Linked DNA regions of Mus musculus: region 1 is linked to region 2. A link is a contact called in public promoter capture Hi-C data. All regions are on one chromosome and are shown on one strand. The core of a region is the stretch at or near the end of the contact, and the rest is flanking DNA. Distances in the headings are between cores, read along the strand shown. Region 1 has its middle 33 kb from the start of Gm10741. Region 2 holds the start of Wif1 (Wnt inhibitory factor 1).

Region 1 (5,265 bases), core at 867-3,366, 95 kb before region 2:
ACAGGCTTACCTATAATATATATTCATACACACATACAGTGTGTGTGTATATATATATATATATATATATATATATATATATATGGTAGATAATTGTATGATTCCTTCTGGCTGTTTTAGACCTCCTTGCTGTCATTTTGTCCTCCTCCTGTGTTTATTTATCTTCATTTCCTTTCCCTAATTAAAACTTCAGCCCATTTCTCACATCTCTCTGAATGTACTCAATCTTGTGTGATCCACTCTTGAAAACAAACAAACAAACAAACAAACAAACAAACAAACATCAACTTGGCACAGCAGGTAAAGGCGCCTGCCACCGAGCCTGACAACCCGAATTTGATCCTTGGGACCCACTTGGGAGAAAAGGACTGATTCCCTCAAGTTGTCATCCGACCTCCACAAGAACCCCAGCCAGCCCACACAAAATAAGTAATAAAATCAAAGTTAAAACGTTCTACCTAAGCCAGAACTACACAGAGAAACCATGTCTCAAAACAAAACAAAACAAAAAACCAACCAACCAAATAAACAAACAAACAAAAGTTCTACCTGTGATAAGGTGGCACACACTCTGTTTGTCGTCTGCCTTCCTGAATTTGATCTTCATTCTCAGTTGTGAGGTTTCTGTTTTGCATTCGGGTCTGTGGGTCTTCTGTTGGCAGAGTGTCAGTCAGTTAGGTTGGAGCAAGTGACACTTAAGAGATCATGTTCTGAGAAAGAAAAATATCTGCAGGGTTGACCACTGAACTCAGCCCTGAAACACAGAGGCTCCTGGGTAACAAATGCTATTATCTAAAAGAAGGGATGGCATCTTGGCTAACATTTAGGTTGAGTGGGTAGCAGTAACCAATGGGCACCCTGGAGACCCACTCCAGGCACTGCCTGATCCACCCCATAATGCTGCATAAACTCACCAGCATAGTATAATGTGATCCATCTTGGTGGGTACACATATGTGAGACTACACGGCACATGTGTTCTTTCACAAGTGGAAGCCAGAGGACAACTTTAGCTGTCACTCTTCAGGCACTGCCTACCCTTTTTAAAAGTCAGGGTTCTTTCTTATGGCTGTCGGGCACACCCTGGGCACCCTGTCCCTGCCTCAGTTGTGCTGACAGTAGAAATGCATGTCACCCTGCTGAGATTTTAAAACCTCAGTCCTGGGGCTCAGATGCACATCATCACCGTGCTGGGCTGAGTTCTGGGGTTCAAACTCAGGTCTTTGTTCTTGTGAGGAAAGCAGAAAACTGGAAAGTGCTTTTAGCCACCTGCCTGGCCAAATATTTTACATTTTTGCAGCGGAATTTTCTCTCTACCAAATGTGACTAGGAGAAACTGAGCAGGGACCACTCTTGCCCAGGTAATTAACATAATATTTGTCCCCAGGGCCATTTTATTTTATATATAATGTTATTCACACGTAGCTAACTTTCTGAAGACCTGGGTAGGAAGCTTGCATGCCAGCACAGGTACTTTCCTGAGTCTGAGCGACTACTGAATCGCTACGAGCACATGCTGGAAAGAGAGCTTGCTCTCCAGTGCCCGTTAGAGCTCAGCTCTCGGTCTCTGTATGCTGCACACGGGTGCTCTGTGGAGTGTCAGCTCCTCAGAAGGTGGATTGATAAGACTGCTAAACTGCTTCTAAACACGACATTCTCTTACATGTTAAGATTCTTACAGACATTTTCCCATCCCCACAATCTCTCTCTATGTCTCTGTCTCTCTCTGTCTCTCTGTCTCTGTGTGTGTGTGTTTCTGAAATTAAAGTAAATCTCTCTTGGCATGTGGCAACCCCATCGGTTGCACAATAGATCCACACAAACTGCATTCCACAGGACAAGTGTTTATCTCCCCTCTCCCGCTTCCCAGGGCTCAGGTAACTCAGCAGCACCTCGGGTAACTGCACTTTGCTCCCAAAGGCTCCCACCGCACATTTTGTTTCTTGCTGAGCCCTTAGGTTGTCTTTGGAGCCCTTTGCCTTTCCACCTCCCTGAATGCCATGAAACAGTTTACTGGAGCGGAATTGCTTTCATGTGTCGGCTTTCTCCCGTCATGGCCTTTTCTGGCTGGTTCCTTGGCGGCGTGGCTGGCTGTTGGCATGCACTGTGAGGCTTCGGTAACTGGGCAAGCCGTTAGGAAAGCCAGACAGATTTTCCCCTCTACAGCCAGGACTTCCTGGCTCCTCTGTACAGGACTTGGCTAAACAATGAGGATCGAGGGAGGAAAACAGTAAGCCACTTTTGTCTTTAAAACAAAATTAAAGCATCACTTAAGCTGCTGCCATTTCATAGCTGAGGGCAAGATGCTTTAAAACCCAAGCCGGGAAGTGTGTGTGTCTGTGTGTGTGTGTGTGTGTGTGTGTGTGTGTGTGTGTGTGTGTGTGTTTCCACACACTTGGATGCCAGAGGTCAAACTGGGTGTCCTTCCTCAGGAGCTATCCATCTCATTTCTTTTATAATTTTTATTTATTTTATTTTTAAACAGTCCCTCTTTTTAAAAAAAGATTTATTAATTTATTATGTGTAAGTACACTGTAGCTGTCTTCAGACACTCCAGAAGAAGACATCAGATCCCATTATAGATGGTTGTGAGCCACCATGTGGTTGCTGGGATTTGAACTCAGGACCTTTGGAAGAGCAGTCAGTGCTCTTACCCACTGAGCCATCTCCCCAGCCCCATAATTTTTATTTCTAAAACTGCATCTGTGTATTGATTTTGTGTGTGTGTGTGTGTGTGTGTGTGTGTGTGTGTGTGTGTGTGGTGTGTGTGTGTGTGGGGTGTGTGTGTGTGTGTGTGTGTGTGTGTGCATCATGCCGGTTCATGTGCCATGGTGTGCATGTGGCAGTCAAAGAATGATGCTCTGGAGCCGGCTCTCTCCTTCCGCCTTTACGTGGGTTCCAGAGATCAAACTCAGCTCTTTAGGCTTAAAGGCAAGGGTTGTTAATGTGGTGAACCCTCTCATCGGCAGCTACCTTATTTTCTCCAGTCTCAATCTGAGCAGTTCATTTGAAACTTGTTGGACTAGGCTGGCTGGTTGGGTGGTGGTGGTGGTGGTGGTGGTGGTGGTGGTGGTGGTGGTGGTGGTGGTGATGTGTTTATAAAAAGATAAAGAAGTAGAATGTGTTCAATGGGGGTGTGGTGAGGTGTGGAGGAAGGGGGTGCCGCAGCGAGCCCATGCCGAGGCATCCCTTCCCCTTGAGGGACCAGCCACAGGTAGGTATAGTATAGAATAGAGTTTATTCAGGGCATGGGGAGGGGAGTTAAGTGGGTAGTAGAGGCAGAGAGGGAGAGAGTGGAGAAGTAGAGGCCGACCATGGCCACATGGAGGGGAGGAGGGAAGGGGATGGGGAGAGACGGGGGACCAAGAAAGCAAGAGGAAAGGGGGGGCCGGAGACAAGCAGCCCCTTTTATAGTGGCCAGGCCTACTATATAAGGCATCCCTTCCCCTGAGGGACCAGACACACACTAGTATAGTATAGAATAGAGTTTATTTAGGGCATGGGGAGGGGAGTTAATAAGGTAATAGGGGCAGAGAAAGGCAGAGAGGAGAGAGGAGAGAAGTAGGGGCTGGCCATGGCCACGTGGAAGAGAGGGAAAGGGGGGGGGGTGGCAGAAAGAGAAGGGGAAAAAGAGGGAGAGGGAGGGGCATTCCCCTTATTTATATGGTAAATGACATAACACAGGTAAAGGTGGGAGGTGAACCAAGTGGATTCTGGGAATATGGTAGCTGTTGTCTTGGTAACAGATCTGTAGGTCTCACTGTCGCCTATATGATGTCATAGGTTTTGGAGGTCCTGATGCCAAAAAGGAGCATACCTGGCTGTTGCCAGGTAACTGTGGGGTGGAGCTTAGGCAGAATGCTAACAGGGGGCCAGGAGTCTTTCCCTATTTCCCTTGGGGGAGTGGTGGTTCACGTGGTCGGTCACCACCACCCCCAGCTTTGAACAAAAGTTCTGGGGATTGGCGTCATGTCTGTGTGCTTGCACAGTGAGCACCTTGAGCTCACTGTGCTACCCCCAAGTCCCTGATCAGGGTCATTTTGGGAAGACTGGCTGCATGGCATCCTCACCTAGACCAGCATCTGCGTAAACTTTTGCCCTTTCTGCTGCTGTATAGCAGTTTAGGAGCAGATATTCAGACTCCTTCGTGAGATATTGCTAATGGCAGAAGTTTCTGGAAATTTCTGCTTACGTTCCAAGATGCTAGTTTGGGAGAGGGGTTAGAAACTGAGACAGACACCTCTTCAGACATCTTGGAAACAAATGACAGATTAGGCTGGAGTTGTCATTAGAGCCCGAGACGAAACTTATTCCATCCTGGAAACTAAACAAGTTAGGGAGAAGTGAAAAAAAATCTAAATATAATTTATGGACGTAGAAAAGAAATGGTGAATTAGCGGGACTAGGCAAGGGTCCAAAGGTAAATCGGAGCATGGATTCAGCAGGCACAGGATCAGATGGAATATCCTTTTAAAGCTTTTCAAACTTCTGGATGTTGTTGCTCTTGAAACTCCATGGAGGAAACAGAAAAGCTGTGCCTGGAAGCTTTCTTGAAACCAGGGGAGCAGAAATTCTCGAGTCTAGCAAGCTAAGCTCATCTCAGAAGTGGACTGTAAGAGGAGACTGCATTCCACATCGCTCTGAGGGCCTCACAGCACCGTAGCTGTATCCTTTGTCTTTGGAGATACCACGTGGGACCTGGGAGGGGGTGATGGGATTGAGGTGGAGTATGAGGGTGAAGTGTGGGAGGGAGGGAAAGGGGCCATTGAGGATGAGAGAGGATAATGAATATCAAACAAACCACAAGAAGACCAAAGTGCTGGACTCCCCAAGAGACATTTCAACACTCAGCACAGGTAAGCTGGGGAAACCGCACCAATGTGCTGCCCTTGATCTAAGGTGGTAAAGGTAAGGCTTCCTTTGTGTTATGCTTTCTGAAGGCCATGGATGCAGATGGACGATGCTCTTGCAAAGAACACTATACTCAGTTTCTCAACTTGCTGGGGCTTGCCATGTCAATGGGACATTAGGACGAAGTTGCTTTTCTGATGTATAAGAACATTCTTGAGGGGGAGGAAGACAAGATCAGAGGACTGACCATGTGGCTTCCTGACAGTGACCAAGCGCATGGACTTTTGACAGAAGAAAACCTGCAGAGTGCTTGCTAACTAACAGGTACAAGGAACGTGTAGTACTTCCCAGCCAATGTGATGGGGTACCTGACGAAGCCATTTAGGGAAGGACCAGCTTAGTCCACCACGATGAG
Region 2 (4,847 bases), core at 698-3,197:
AAAAAAAACCTGAAAATGTGCAGTTAATTATAGTTACAATAGTTTTCATAGCAGACACATTTTTACCAACTAATGAGCAGAATTTATCCTGTGCACTTGTCCTCTAGACAATTTTAAAGTCACACAAACATCCTACCCTTCCCAAATCAGAGGACATTAATACAGTCCTGCAGATCTATAAAAGGTAACTTAGAAGGCCTTGCATGCTAAGTACTGAGAGGAACGCTTTGGTGACATAGACTTTTTTCTCTTTTATTTCCATAGGGAAGCATTTTGAGTGGTCGCTTCAGAAAATCAGTAGTCTTTATTTTTCATAATTTTATATTACTTTTTTTGAGTCTCTGAACTTCTACAAGAAATGTGTGGTATCTGCAGCACTCAGCATATCAGCCTTCTAAAATTCATGTCAAGAATACCTACGAACTTATTTTGTTGTGAAGTATGAATCCCATCACAAATGATTATCAGTTAGTATTGAAAGTCTTCTAAATACTTTGTTAATGTTTTAATATCAGTGATTACAGAAACACCATGATATGGATATTTGGGGTCTTTATACTCAAAACCTCAGGATACCAAATCTTATTAAAGTAATGATCGTGAGTACATTGACCCTTAGAGTTCTCCATTTACTTGGCAACTTTAAATACATTGGAACTGATCCCTTGTGTGCTCTGGCAACCAGGCAAGAACTTGTATGGAATTTTAAATGGTATACATCACACCACTATTATTACTACGGGCCACCGGAGCTACATCACACACCATTATTATTACTATGGGCCACGGGAGAATTGAAATACAAAAGAGTGCCTTTTCTCTACCGCTCTGTTATCAGAACTTACCTGCCCCGCAGCTTGCCAGGTAAAATTCATGGAGTGGATATTGACAGGAATGGCTGGCATTCTTTGTTGGGCTTTCCTGAAATCATGTGTAAAGGGGGCCATTTTCCCCTCCGAGACAATCAGAATGTCTTCTTCAAATCCTGTTGTGTAAATAATAAACAAACCTATCAAACTAGTTGCGTTTCTAAGAAACAGACGTTTCATGTAGAAAGCAAAACCCCTGGGAACCAGTGCAGGTCACTGCTTTTCATAAAGCACCTGCCTTTGATACCAACAACAGTACCAGAGTTATTTTTCCTCTCTCTGTGGTAAAAAAAAAAAAAAAAAAAAAAAAAAAAAAAAAAAAAAAAAGTGCTTACAGTGAAGTAAGCGGGTGCCACCGCTGGATTCCTGTTACAAATCTGCAGTCAGGACTAGCAACAGCAGGGCTGGGATGTTGGGTCGGCTTTGCTTTTTTGAGAAAAAAATCTCATAAGCCTCTAAATAGAGAATCCTGATTTTTAAAAAGAGGGGGCAGTCACCCTTGAAGTTGTTTTAAAACACACTCGGTGCACGTGTCTCCGCTCTAATGGAAAAACTGAGGACCACTGGGAAGGTGCAGATGCCGGACCTTACCTATGAGCACTCTAGCCTGATGGGCGTCGATCCACAGGTACAAGCTCTCCTCAGGTGGCTGCCCTGCATCCGCTCGCAGCAGGAGCAGGCAAGGTAGGATGCTCCAGAGCCGGAGCGCGAAAGCAGGGAAGGCTCTTCTCCGAGCCATGGTGCTCAGGACCTTCTCGCTGGTGGTGCAACTCCTGCCGCAGCGACCCAACCTGTGCTGCTTGTGAAGTTCTCGCCTTGGCTGCAGCTGGCGGGGCTGGAGCTGTTCCTACTTAAACGACTGGGCGTGCAAGTCTCCAGTCTCCGTTGCGAGTGAGCCTGGGAGTGCTGGAGAGGAGGGAGCAAGGAGGGAGTGGATGCGCGGCCGCGTAGAAAGAGGTGGGGGCTGGAGGGAGAGGGGGACGCAGAGACACGATGCTGGCAAAGCTGGCAATGCCAGCACGTCCCACAGCGCCAGCAGCTAGAGGAGCACACTCGAGAGGGAGGAACCGCGGGAACTGCTGGCAAAAGGCGAGCACTGAGAGCGGCCGGTGGTGTGCAGGCGGTCGCCACTAGGGAGCGCTGCGGAGCCGCGGGGGCGGGGCCGCGGTACCCGGTAGACCCCGCTCGCCTGCGCCAGGTGAATGAAAACGGGGACACAACCAAGAAACACACCCAAAGGGACTTCTGGGTCATCACTCAGGCCTCCTGCCGCCCGAAGAGACACGTGTGGATGGCCGGGGTGCTATAAACAAACAAACAAAAAAATCTGGGCTCGATTCGTGGTCAAAGATAAATTCCGTTTAACAGTGGAGCTAACGGAAAGCACATAGCCAGCCCACCCTTTCTCTTCGAACTACATTTCAGACTGCATCTCTGTGTGCCTGTCTGCAAACTCTGACTTCTCTAGCTGACAGTTTGCGCTCTCGCTCTCTCTCTCCTAGGAAGTTAAATACTGAGACTCCACAGGCTAGTCGGGCTACTGCAGGCGCTGGTCCTCGCAGGACGTTCATTTATTTCTGCACTGGACAGACACCCGACAGGTGGCGTGGTTTGTCTTCTTGATAACCCAGTTGCACCCGGAATAGTTCCCTAGGACCTCGATGATAGCTGTAATCCCTTTCCCCCCATCCCTGCTCTACGACGGTAGGACTCCCCTTAAAATTGGATTTGGGGGAAAACATTAGGAGGCTCACGCCCAGTCTCTGAAATCTTAGGCGCTTGAGGGTAAGACTGAGGGTCTGGTGGGAGAGCACTTAGCTAGCGGCGGCTTGCAGCATTACCTCTGCACGGAAGGCTTTTTTGCCTGCCTCCTTGAACGTACAGAGAAAGCAGAAACAAATGGTTTTTCAAAAACACAGAAAGTTTTCAGACCCCGGAAAAGCTTTGTTTACTTTTTTTTTTTTTTTTTTTTTTGCACCCAGTGGCTTTCTAGCAAATGCCCCCCAAGGATCTAGACTCTGGCGCTGGGCTGTGTTCCCTTCTGTCCTTTGTAGAGCGGTGGGTCTCTCAGCAGGGGATGGCAAAAACAGAAACTACAGAATAGAAGCCGGACTTGGACGCGTACATGTTCAACAAATGTTAGGTCACAAGCATATTTTTTTAAAAGAAGGAGGAATGGGAAGGGAGGAGGAGGAGGAGAGAAGGAGGAGGAGGAGGAGGAGGAGGAGGAGGAGGAGGAGGAAGAGGAGAAGAAGAGGAAGAAGAAGAAGAAGAAGAAGAAGAAGAAGAAGAAGAAGAAGAAGAAGAAGAAGAAGAAGAAGAAGAAACATGTGTTAAAACTGTGAAATCTGTGTAGGTATCTAACAGATTGGTAGGAAGGTATTGTGTTTGGGAGTTAGACACGAAGACTGTCCATTGTGACTGTGAACTCCATGAAGCTTCATTTTAAAAATTCTTCTCAGGCAGCTACTGTTACTACTCTCATTTTACTGATGGGGAACCAAAGCTTTAAAAGTCTAGTAAATTGACCGCAGATATTCAGCTGGTGAGTGACAAGAGTAGGAATTCAAATCACGATCGCTCTAACTTCAAAGCCCCTTCTTGCAAATCACAATTAAGACGGTTTGCCTCAAAAAAGCTTAACATCTACTCTTTCTTTAAAACAAAACATTTAAACTGGTTGTGGTAGCACAGGCTGTAATCTGGGGGCTAAAGAAGTAGAGGCAGAGGCATCAGGAGCTCATTGTTAATACTAATCGACATATGGAGTTTGAAGCCAGCCTGGGCTACCTGGGACTCTGTCTCAAAAAAACAAAAACAAAAACAACAAAAAACAAACAAAAAAGGATCTTTTCCCAACATTCTATTTTATTAATTAATTGTTGCAGTGAATATTAATTTATATAATGTTTTACTATATTAGGCAAACTTATAACCCTTTAATATTGTAAAAACAGTGTCATTCAGTTACAGGTAATAATTTCGCAACACAATAGACTCTTTTTGACTTGGAATGTGGTTTTCGTTGAAGGTTTTTCTTCCGTAGTATTGCTCAGACCTCCATGGCTCTTGGTGTAAGGACGCCCTCTACAGGTTGTTCTTGTCAAACGCCAGCTGAGAACTGAAAGGGGAACAAATTCTATCATAATACAGCTTCCTCCAAGTGAGGATTTTCCGTAGCAGTCGTCTTTGATGTTGAGACAGCAATTTATCCTGCTATCAAGAAATTTCCCCAATTCTGGACAATTGTTTTGTTAGGTGTGGTGGCAAATGCCTGTTATCCCCGCACTCAGAGGCTAAGGCAGGAGGGTTTCAGTGAAAATGAGGCCAGCCGAGGCTACTAGTGAATTCAAGTCCAGCTTAGACTACAGAGAAAGTAGCCTGTGTTATATCATCATTATCATCACCATCATCAGTGGCCACAGCAACAGCACCACCAATACTACCAACTACATTTTTCTGTTCACTTTTCTCCAACAGGAAACATACTGTATTTTTAGAGATACATAAAACGTTATTTAAAAATTATTGGTACTAGAGAGATAGCTAAGCCGGTGAGAGTCTTTACCCTTACTGATCAGGCGCGAGGACCAGAGTTCATATCCCTGGCAAACAAATAAAAAGCTGTCCGAGGTATTGTGCTCCTGTAACCCTAGTGCTGAGGCGCTGCAACAGGAGGATGCCTGGGACTTACTGGTGGCTAGCCTAGCTCTGGGTTAGTGAGAACTCCTGCCTCAGGGAGTAATTGAAAAGCGATTCAGCAAGACAGCTGATGTCCCCTCTGTCCTGTGTGCACCACATGCACATGTGTGCACACAAACACACACACGTGCACATGCTCACAACACACACCCATATACACACACATGCACACTCACACACAACATATACGCATGCACACACACTCACACATATACATGCTCACAACACACACTTATACACACTCACACACAACACACACAAACACTCACACACTCA

What was found. Promoter capture Hi-C pulls out the DNA fragments that hold promoters and counts their contacts.
Region 1: a promoter capture Hi-C map of liver shows a contact between it and region 2, with 2.0 times the contacts expected there. The contact joins the enhancer-like site here to the promoter of Wif1 in region 2. A contact is called at or near these places in 3 of 39 promoter capture datasets (3T3-L1-derived adipocytes, embryonic stem cells and liver), 3 of 484 Hi-C or Micro-C datasets (LSK cells, nephron progenitors and undifferentiated spermatogonia), 1 of 115 datasets of contacts at active chromatin or transcription factors (embryonic stem cells) and 1 of 9 other capture datasets (liver).

What each region holds. Positions count from the first base shown.
Region 1 is chr10:121,126,007-121,131,271 of GRCm38.p6, reverse strand. No RefSeq gene overlaps it. Among named protein-coding and RNA genes, the nearest start is that of Gm10741, 33 kb to the left of the region's middle. Within about 2 kb of position 2,116, at least 14 of the 459 cell types and tissues checked have an H3K27ac peak or open chromatin away from gene starts, as enhancers often do. A contact at or near this core is called in liver, where this site is marked.
Region 2 is chr10:121,031,104-121,035,950 of GRCm38.p6, reverse strand. Wif1 (Wnt inhibitory factor 1) reads right to left here and starts at 1,947. Exons shown (of 10, transcript NM_011915.2): 1 at 1,461-1,947; 2 at 846-985. The coding sequence starts at 1,608.